Regions from separate parts of the Zea mays genome. Here region 2 is linked to region 1. A link is a contact called in public Hi-C data. All regions are on one chromosome and are shown on one strand. The core of a region is the stretch at or near the end of the contact, and the rest is flanking DNA. Distances in the headings are between cores, read along the strand shown. Region 1 has its middle 59 kb from the start of LOC100282187. Region 2 holds the start of LOC103631056 (B3 domain-containing protein Os03g0120900).

Evidence for each region. A called contact is a pair of places that touch in the nucleus more often than the background predicts.
Region 2: a contact with region 1 is called in a Hi-C map of bundle sheath, with 3 times the contacts expected there. The contact joins the promoter of LOC103631056 here to the enhancer-like site in region 1. A contact is called at or near these places in 14 of 25 Hi-C or Micro-C datasets (bundle sheath, ear, endosperm and 5 more) and 2 of 3 datasets of contacts at active chromatin or transcription factors (leaf and shoot).

What each region holds. Positions count from the first base shown.
Region 1 is chr1:4,547,799-4,553,039 of Zm-B73-REFERENCE-NAM-5.0, forward strand. No RefSeq gene overlaps it. Among protein-coding and RNA genes, the nearest start is that of LOC100282187, 59 kb to the left of the region's middle. Within about 2 kb of position 1,668, at least 11 of the 20 cell types and tissues checked have an H3K27ac peak or open chromatin away from gene starts, as enhancers often do. A contact at or near this core is called in bundle sheath, ear and root tip, where this site is marked.
Region 2 is chr1:4,610,588-4,615,493 of Zm-B73-REFERENCE-NAM-5.0, forward strand. LOC103631056 (B3 domain-containing protein Os03g0120900) reads left to right here and starts at 3,222. Exons shown (of 1, transcript XM_008652066.2): 1 at 3,222-4,906. The coding sequence starts at 4,127.

The DNA of each region.
Region 1 (5,241 bases), core at 418-2,917:
TCAGATGAGTGATCGTTTTGGTAATAAATAATAAGTCATATCGAGCACTACCATGACTATCATTATTATATTAATTAATCTACTTAATCAGTCTCAAAATACACATCTATACTACTATATAAGAATCTAATGTGGGCGTCTGGTGATAACGCGCCGTGCCCTGTGGGCCCCACACCCAGCGCGCCCGAGCAGTGCTCTCTCACCTACTGTTCTATGGGCCCCGAGCGCTCGTGCAGCCAACTACTATGCTTGCCTAGCACCCGACCTCGCCCTCGCACCTGCCCTCACAGCTACCACACCACGAAAAAATAGTGCAGAGCGAGCACTCGAAACCACGCCCCTGCTCCAAAAAATTAGGGCTAATCACCAAACCATACATACCTTAGTGTTTTAAAATAAATAATGATTATTTGAATAAATATCTCAATATCTATTTATATTATATATAAAAACTGTAGCAAAGCATGAACAACTGACTAGTAGATATGTAAGTGCTAAAGTCATTATATTAGTGCATATAGCGAAAGGGCATCTAGTGTAATGGTCAAGGCTTTCGAGTAACACCTCCAGGTCCCGCATTCGATCCTCTCGGGACAAATTTTGGGCTTGATTAAAAAAAATCCACTCGTTGTGCCCCGCCCACTCCCGCCTCGCGTGTTACCTGCGCGCCACCCTCCGTCTGGGCCGTTGCAGAGTGGATGGTGATGACCCGCTAGTGATGGGAGCTAGGGTTCGGGGATTTTCTCGGTCGAGGCTATATTTCGGTCTCTTCTTAATATAATATTGAGAGTACGGTCTTTTCTTCCCTAGCCGATTTTTTTATTATATCAGTGCATATAAGATAACTCCATATCACCAAGAATAGTGCTTAATAGGCAGAACTTCCTCACGTGAGGACGACTATTGATATATACGCCATCATCTAGCTACAATGCAGGACGTCGAAAAAGCTAGCGCAATGTTACTTGAGAAATGAACTATCCAGGAGAGGTCCCCTATTAGCTTGCCTTTCACCTTCAAGGAGCCATCACACGCCCACACCCTGGCTACTATATATCACCATTGATAGCTAGGGCATCCTCATGCATGTAAGGACCGTCCAAGCATAATTTTATTTCTTCGTAGGTGATCCAAATCTTGCATTCAAAACAGCGTAGCCTACCTACAGCCTACCATAGTTTAACACCTACATTTTTAGGTACAGTATTATATATTATCTCCGTTTTAAATATTTTGTTGCTCGCTAGTTTATTTTTGAACTAAAACGTGACAATAAAAAAACGGAGGGAACATATTCGTGTGTGTATATAAACACGATGCATGTTTGATATCTGACTAATTAATTCCTTTCACCTGGAATATGATGGTATCGTATGATATTCCTTACACCAATTATTTGCATATGCAGATGCAGTTAATATATAATCCATAAGAAGAGAGAGAGAGGCTTGGCCGCTTGGGGGGAGGCCAGCAGTGTTGGGGCATACACACTGCAGCTTCTTCCTGGCATCGTCCAGCTGCATGCATCTACATCTACCTCACGCTCACATGACATGAGAAAGAGGGAGGAGAGAGGATATTTAAAAAGCGGCATGCGCGGCATACACCCCCATACACGCATGATAAATAGATGAGGTAGCTAGCTAGGATAGATAGGCAGGACCCGACCCCTCCAAAGGTCTACTAGGCTTGGTGATGTTGAGAGGCAGGGCCACACCACACCCACCCACACCCTCCGAGGCATAATTGGCGTGGTCCATGCATGCATATGGCATACGGTGTGCGTGTGCCCTAGCTACAAAAATAACAGAAATATAAAATACATTGGCCTGCCCCCATCTCTATTTGCCCAAGCATATATATATGTGTGCATGGCAAATAGATATGTGTAATCGTAATCGATATCTTCTTGTCCATGCTTGCATTGCATGCATGCCACCATAACGTATGGGCACTGTACCATTCCCTTGCATTGCTCCCCTTGTTCCTGCTATAGCTATACTCGCTCCCTCTCTTCACAGGTCACACTCGGTCTCAAAAAGGGTCCCCCTCACCTCCATTACTAAATGCCATGCCACGTATATAGTCCTCCCCCACATCTACCACAAGCTAATCCCGCCATGGCCAAGGCGAGGCGATGATGGCACGCATAACGAGGACCCCCTCCCCTCTCCCTTCAGATCAGTCGCTCTCTCGCGTGCCTTTGTCGATGGCCATGTTTAGTGGTGGGAGCTAGCAAAGTGTAGAGGGCCATGCATGGCCATGGGCCTCTGAATACGTATGGTATGTGTCCTTGCGAGCCCAAGGGCCACTACTTGGCCTTGCTAGGAGTACCTGTAACGCTATGAATAATACATATTCTACAATACAGTCTATATATAGTACGTGTAAAACATTGTTTTAGCTAGGTGACTATAAGGATGATGAACCGTTGGACACGGTGTAAGAGATGCAGAAATGAGGAGCTAGCTGACACACGAGACAGTGCACTGCTGCAAACAACCCATGCATCATGTCCGGCCGGTGTCCATTGTTGCGCGCAATTGCCAAACACACACACATATGTTAATCTGCTGTAATGTTCGATCAGAATTACTGTCGCCGTGCCAGTGGTAAAAATTAAGCAGTACATATATCCCCCCTGTCAACCGGGTATTAGCTAGCTAGCTGACAGACACACATGTCCATGCATGCATCGATCGATACTGAAGCCTTCCCCTGTCAACCGCGCGCCATGCATGCATGCACATGCCTGCAGCTAAGCTACTTGCTCTAGCTATAATATACACTGCTTGAGCATCGATGGACGGCGTACTACATCCATTCCATGGCCAGTTGCTAGCTATACATCAGTCAAGCAGAGGCTTTTACAGCACAGCACATACATATAGCTGTGTGCCTACGTACACATTCATACGCATATTTATATAAGATGATGAGAGAAAAGGCAAAGCGCAGCAGAGATGCCTAGCTAGTACTCCTTTTGGCCATGCAGCAGCGCGATGGAAAAAGGGACAGGGCCGAAGAAGCTGCATGCTCTGATCGAGACCTTCTCTCCAGCCTCTCTTCTCTTTCTGGTGGCCTGCTAGCTGCGTTGCTGCATCGATCCCTTTTCTTTTCATTAATTCTCCTCCTGCATTGCATGCGTTGCGTCTGCCAGCGCCTTGCGTTACTACATGCATGTAGAACAATTGTGTGAAACAGGCCTGGATGCCGATCGATCGACGCCTATGCCCATCTTGAGCTGCCTCCTCATGCATGAACCCAACCCGGCCTCTCTCTCTCTCTCTATAGCGCTCCCTTGTTTAGCTACTAGGAGTACCTGTAATACTTACATGCATGTTTGTACAGTCTAAGCGTTATCATTGCAGGGTGTTGGGGCCTAGCTAATAAGCTAGCTAGCTAGTAGAATTTGTAGCATATACTACTTAACTTAATTATGCCTATGTATGCTTAGCAGCCCTAACAATCTAGCTAGGTGTACTGTGCAGGTTAAGGGGGTGTTTGGGAACAAAGTTTTTCTGCAGTTTTGGAAGAATACTGCAGTATTCTCAAATACTGCAGTATTATATACATAATGGTGTTTGGCAAGCTGGGTAAAATCTCTGTTTTCAAAACTGAAGTATTGCAAATACTATAGTTGTTTTAAGGCATTCTAAACTTAGCTCTGGACCTCAGTTTTCAAAACTGCGGTATTATAAACTACGGTATTGTCATAACTAAAGTATAGTATAGTATTTCAAAAACTGTGGTTTTCAAAAACTTTGTTCCCAAACAGGGCCTAACATGTAAAACCATGTATACAAGTACTATGTCGATATGCATGAGCATGCATGCATGGCCCCAATAAAGCTAAAAAAAGGAAGCTGAGCTGTGCACTAGTGCTATACTAGCTAGCTACCACGGCTTCATTCACTGCACTAACCAGAGGTGCTTCCGGTTCGGTTCGACATGCATGGGCCAGCTTGGCGTGAATTCAGCGCTTCAGCTATGGAGAAGAGCATGCAGAAGCGATGCAATGAAAAAAAAAACCGCAACATATATCGTCTCGGTCTTATTTACACAGATGCAATATATAGAATCCAAATGTGTGTCTCATTATCAAAGGCGCGCATGCACAGCTACTAGTTAATTAACCGGCCGGTCAACATGATGATGATGGGTGTGCTGATTTTCTTGGACGGGAGGGTCCACACAGGTCGGACGATTGCTGCGTGCGTCTTTTGGATGCTTTCTCGTAACCAGTATTAATTAGTTTCTTTTGGGTGCTTCTCGTAACTATTTTTTTGGGATTCATATATATATATATATATATATACTAGGTAAGTGCCCGTGCGTTGCAACGGGAACATATAATAGCATAATAACTTATGTACAAATGTGTATTATATTATTATGAAAAATGATTTCATAATTCATTTATGGTTCTAGGCATACATAAATTTTGTTATTTTAATCTAACTGTTTCACCACTACATTACAACCAATCAGTATTATGCAACCTTCTAATTATACATATTCTAGATAAGTTTATGGAATGAACTTTGAAACAAGTTCTTTCAAGTCACATGTAGAAGCCTGATTGACCATAATCTCAACCATCTTGCGGTTAATCGGATTGGTAGAGTTTGAATCTGTCTTCGAACTTTGTTCTTGCATTGAATGTATTTGTCGAGCTAGGTACCAAATAGCCTTGCATGCCTCATAAGCACCAGGTATCATGTACGTAGAACCAGATATTGTGTCTCACGAGATAACATCAAAGCAAGTCGGGCGGATGACTCACAAGATATTCTTCCAGATGGATCCACTATAGAAACCAGGATATGCATATCAAAACTCATAATCAAGATAAAGAAGGGGGAAAGTAACTGACAACAAAACCTGTAGTTGGCATCAAACAGTCAAAGTGTTATCTTTGAATAAAGTTCATATAGAGATAACCAGTGTGTCATAAGAATTTAAAATAACTTCATCACTTATATCAAGTAATTTCTGTGCAATTGCCAGGCACTGCTAACAAAAAAACATAGTTATACATTGAAAGTTATATCCAAGACATCGCTAATAAGTATAAAAAAACATTTCAAAGAGAAGACACACTGCTTTCATTTGATTTGCTACTTTACTTAGATGTTGCCACGGGAGTAAAAAAATTGTATGAAATATAGATACGGAACGACAAACATCACTATAATATGCAAAATCCGTGTGACAAAATATTACTGTAACACTAATAAA
Region 2 (4,906 bases), core at 1,972-4,471, 64 kb after region 1:
AGGATTTAAGGCGGGTGCATTCCGCCACCCGGCCAGAGAATATCCTCTCCGACAGTAACCATAGGAAATTTGTTAAAAACTAAATCATTCCTACTATTTCAAATAGCCCAACATACTGCTGAAACACATGTAATTATCATATTTCTAGTTTTTGAAGATACCTCTAGAAGCCATATACCAAAAATGTGTTTCACATATCAATGAGTAGTGAGGCCAAATTAAGTAACACTGAACGAGTCTCCACAAGAAACAAGAATAATGTCACTTAAGAAATAGGTGTTGACTAGATTCGTCTGAATCAGAGAACACAAATTTTTTATTTCCCTGCCAATTACATCTAGCTAGGTTATCTTTTGTTAAAAAACACCTTTTAGTGAGTACCACATAAACTTCTTTATTTTCAATGGTACTTTAATTTTCCACAGAGCCTTATGATAAAAAAACCCATAGCATTATTAATTAAAAACCATACATGGACTTTACAGAGAAAACTGTCCCGACGCCAACAAATTTCAGTTGAAGATATCTTTCCCATCACTAAGTTGAATATGAACAACAATACAGTCAACCAGCCTATTCCAATTTATTAAATTTCTCCAGCATTTAGTGAGTATGTTTCTGTGTTTAGGTGAGCCCCTCTTTCGTGTTGAACGAAGGTCACTTGTGGTTATATTTTATTTGTGTTTTGCTACCCTCCTAATAAAAATTTCGGCAACCCTCTTACCATTCATTTTTTTAAATAAAAAAAAACGTGTAACCGTAATGTACGATAGAGCAATACAGCAGAGACCTCGGCATCTACATTCTAATTGGGATGGAGTAGCAGGAGCTGTCAGAGATCCGAATAAAAAAGAAAAGTTGATCTTCTCCAAACCACGCTAGCTGCAAACATTGACCACAGAAAGGAGCTTTCTTGACCCTAACTAACAGGCCAGCCAACTAACCCCCGGTATAGGCTGCTTGCCTCCCCGTTCTCCCTCAGAATCAAAGAAAACACAAAAATATATATAGCCACTGGCCAAATGGGCAAATGGCCATATACATTACTCCCCAGCTGCCTCCTTTGCCCAGTTTACACCCAACAACGTGTGTGCGTGCTCCATACACACATATACCATATACAATTTTTTTTTATAAAAAAAAAATCAACATGTGGCGCCTACCGGTAAGTAGCCGCATCGCATCCTATTGTATGTGTCAGCGTGCGCACATAAAATAGGCGCCATCCGCTCCTGGGGCCGGCCGAATCAGAGACCGGCAGCCATGTCGACGACGCTGACCTGAGCTGCTGCCCTCCTGTTAGGCTTGTCCTGGCCCAGTGACAACACCAGCTGGCCTTGCAGTTGCAAGCTCAGCTACTGCCAATGGCCGAGATTTTCTAGCCATATAATGCCCAGCAGATAACCCTGAAACCTGCTCAGGGGCCAGTCGATCCATGCCGATTAAAAAACTGTCACTTCAGATTCACATCGCAATAGCACGCATTATTATTCTTTCAGCTGCGTTGTAGACACACTAGCTACGTGGATCAGTTTTCATTCGCTGAACTGGGTTTTTTTTATATATTTAGGAGAACAGCAAGAACACACAGAGTACGTTCATCTGATTCGCATCCAATTAATCTATGGGGGGAAGGAAATGAACGGAACGGACGGACGATGCGTGGTTTTCAGAGGCAGGCGGAACTGTGCAGGGATGCTTCGAGAGCTGTTCTTGCCGAGCAGGCCGGAGCAGGAACAGGCGGTGTGATAAGAGCGGCCTGCAGCAGGCATGCATGCATATGCAGCAAATTAAAATCGAGTTAAGCATGCGCCATCCTCCGCCTCCTCCTGAAATGGGCCTGCACGATTTATTAAATATGGCGACGCTGCCTGCCTATAATTAAAGCAACAATATATGCGTGCGCCATTGCTTTCCCTGGAACTTTTCAGGTGATATAGTAGCTTAGGTTGACTTGCGTCAACGACCTGCATCCGTTTTTAATGCACCCTAAACAGTAACGCGCAAAAAAAATAAACAAAACCCCCCAGCAACTTTTTATGTACAAGCTAGACCACCTTTAATTGTGTACATGTACATAAAATTATTCTGTATTCTTGGTCTAATTAACAACCTTCGGATAAGCACGCGCGCGGAAGATTTTTCGCAAACCACGTCAGCCGAAGACATAGGACAAAAGGATATATAGATTGATCTTGTGTTGCATATATGCACGAAGGTGATCTTGTGCGTAGCATATCTTTCTCAAATTAGTGAGCAATGCAAATTTGTCTCTGTAGACCGATTGTGTGTGCGCGCACGTGTACGTGGAGCCTGTTCATCCGTGTTCCGTGTCTTTGACTCACTATTGTCACTGAAATTTATAGCTAATATTTTTAGGGCTTTTGTTTGAGAGAGGGTAATAGATGAGCTAAAATTCCTTTACTATTTAAAATTGAATAGTAAATGAATTTTAGCCCCTTCATTCCCCCGGTCTCCGAAGCATGCCCTTATTAAGTGTTAGATGTGTGACCCCAAAAGGCCTAGCATAAGGCGACTTTGGATCTCAAGATCTGTCTAACTAGTCTCTTGGATGTGCTTACCAGACTATATCTATCTATCCTAGACTTCACTGAGTTTATAGAAGACTAGTGTCGAAATTTGTGGCTCTAGATAGATATATTATAAAAGATATATTCCATGACGAATCTACAACTCATATTTATATATTTGTTTAGTAATACTGATATTTTTAATAAAAAAGATTAAATTGAAGATGGTTTGATGCTAGGAGGAGTAGCACCTTAGCATACATATATTTTTTTCACTGCATATTAATTAGTAATAAACTGCAAAACAAACTATACATCCGTATCTATATAAAAATACAATAAAATAACACGATCGAGATTCAAAGTGCCAATCCAAGTGGTATATATATACACTTTAAATAACCACGCCAAGATAGTGAGCGCGCACAATACATATAGTATAGAGTACGTAGTATAACTATACTACCTGAGATACCCATGAATAACATGGTAATGCTCAATTTGCAGGCAAGGCAACAACTGGCATTTTGGGGCTCATCACCTGCCTAACTCACATAAAGGCTCCGCCTATGGCATGACAAGGACAAGCTCACATGAGCTCAACCAGATAATTCGTGGAGGAGGGGCCCACCCTCTCTCATCCCCCTATACTACCTAGCCCATCTCATCTCACCCCTTTAAAAAGCAGGCTACTTGTATTGTGCCTACCCTCTCCTCTCACGCTCTCTCTCTCTCCGCCCCATGGATGACGGATACTCCTACAATACAAGTTGTAGTAGTAGTAGTAGGGGTACTGCATACCTACACAGTGACAGGGAGATGGAGGTCGATCCCAAGCATCCATACATCACATGATACATGCACACACATGCTTAGCTGCAAAACTGCAACAGTTATTAACAACACTACTACAGTGGGTGAGACTGATTAGGTAATATAAGTACTAGCTACTAGCTAGGAAAGGAGGAGGCCAATTCAATTACCTTTGGTTGCAAGCCAAAAAGTAAGTATCCATCTCCTTTCCCTTGTCCCACCAATGCACAAGAACCTTCATAGTACTGCTACTGCTACCACACTCATCACATCTCCTGCTACTCTTCTTACCCAGCCACTGCTCCTCCTCCTCCTTCTTCTTCTTCCTCCTCCGATCCCCTAGCTTGATTTGAGCCTGCAGGTCGCTAGCACACCTCCTCCCTTCCGTCCTCATCAATCCATCCCGCGCGCGGGCCGCGTAGCAACCACAGATCCGCAATAACAATCCAAGAAATTAAACCAAGCTGAACCAAACCCTGAAAATTCCCCAATTCTAAATTCTCCCGATCCGAAGCCATCCGCTAATACAAAAAACAATCCCCAAAGTCGTATAACTAACTATGGTAACAGCTGCACCTCCACTCTTCGCCATCCAGTAGTAGCGTGCCATAAACAAAAAGTATATCAGGCGCCACTGGTCAAAGTAAAGTCTCAAGGCGGAGGCGGTAGCGGCAGCAGCGTCGATCGATCGGCCGGCGTCTACGGCCTACGTTCGACCTGCCTCGACGGACGGCCGGCCGGCTCGATCTCGACCGATCGCCGGTCGTCGATCGGAGAGATCGATGGAGTTCACCGCTCCCCCGCCCGCGACCCGGTCGGGCGGCGGCGAGGAGAGGGCGGCTGCTGAGCACCACCAGCAGCAGCAGCAGGCGACGGTGGAGAAGGAGCACATGTTCGACAAGGTGGTGACGCCGAGCGACGTCGGGAAGCTGAACCGGCTGGTGATCCCGAAGCAGCACGCGGAGAGGTACTTCCCGCTGGACGCGGCGGCGAACGACAAGGGCCTGCTGCTCAGCTTCGAGGACCGCGCGGGGAAGCCCTGGCGCTTCCGCTACTCCTACTGGAACAGCAGCCAGAGCTACGTGATGACCAAGGGCTGGAGCCGCTTCGTCAAGGAGAAGCGCCTCGACGCCGGGGACACCGTCTCCTTCGGCCGCGGCGTCGGCGAGGCGGCGCGCGGCAGGCTCTTCATCGACTGGCGGCGCCGACCCGACCCGCCCGTCGTGCACCACCAGTACCACCACCACCGCCTCCCTCTCCCCTCCGCCGTCGTCCCCTACGCGCCGTGGGCGGCGGCGGCGCACGCGCACCACCACCACTACCCAGCAGCTGGGGTCGGTGCCGCCAGGACGACGACGACGACGACGACGACGGTGCTCCACCACCTGCCGCCCTCGCCCTCCCCGCTCTACCTTGACACCCGCCGCCGCCACGTCGGCTACGACGCCTACGGGGCCGGCACCAGGCAACTTCTCTTCTACAGGCCGCACCAGCAGCCCTCCACGACGGTGATGCTGGACTCCGTGCCGGTACGGTTACCGCCAACGCCAGGGCAGCACGCC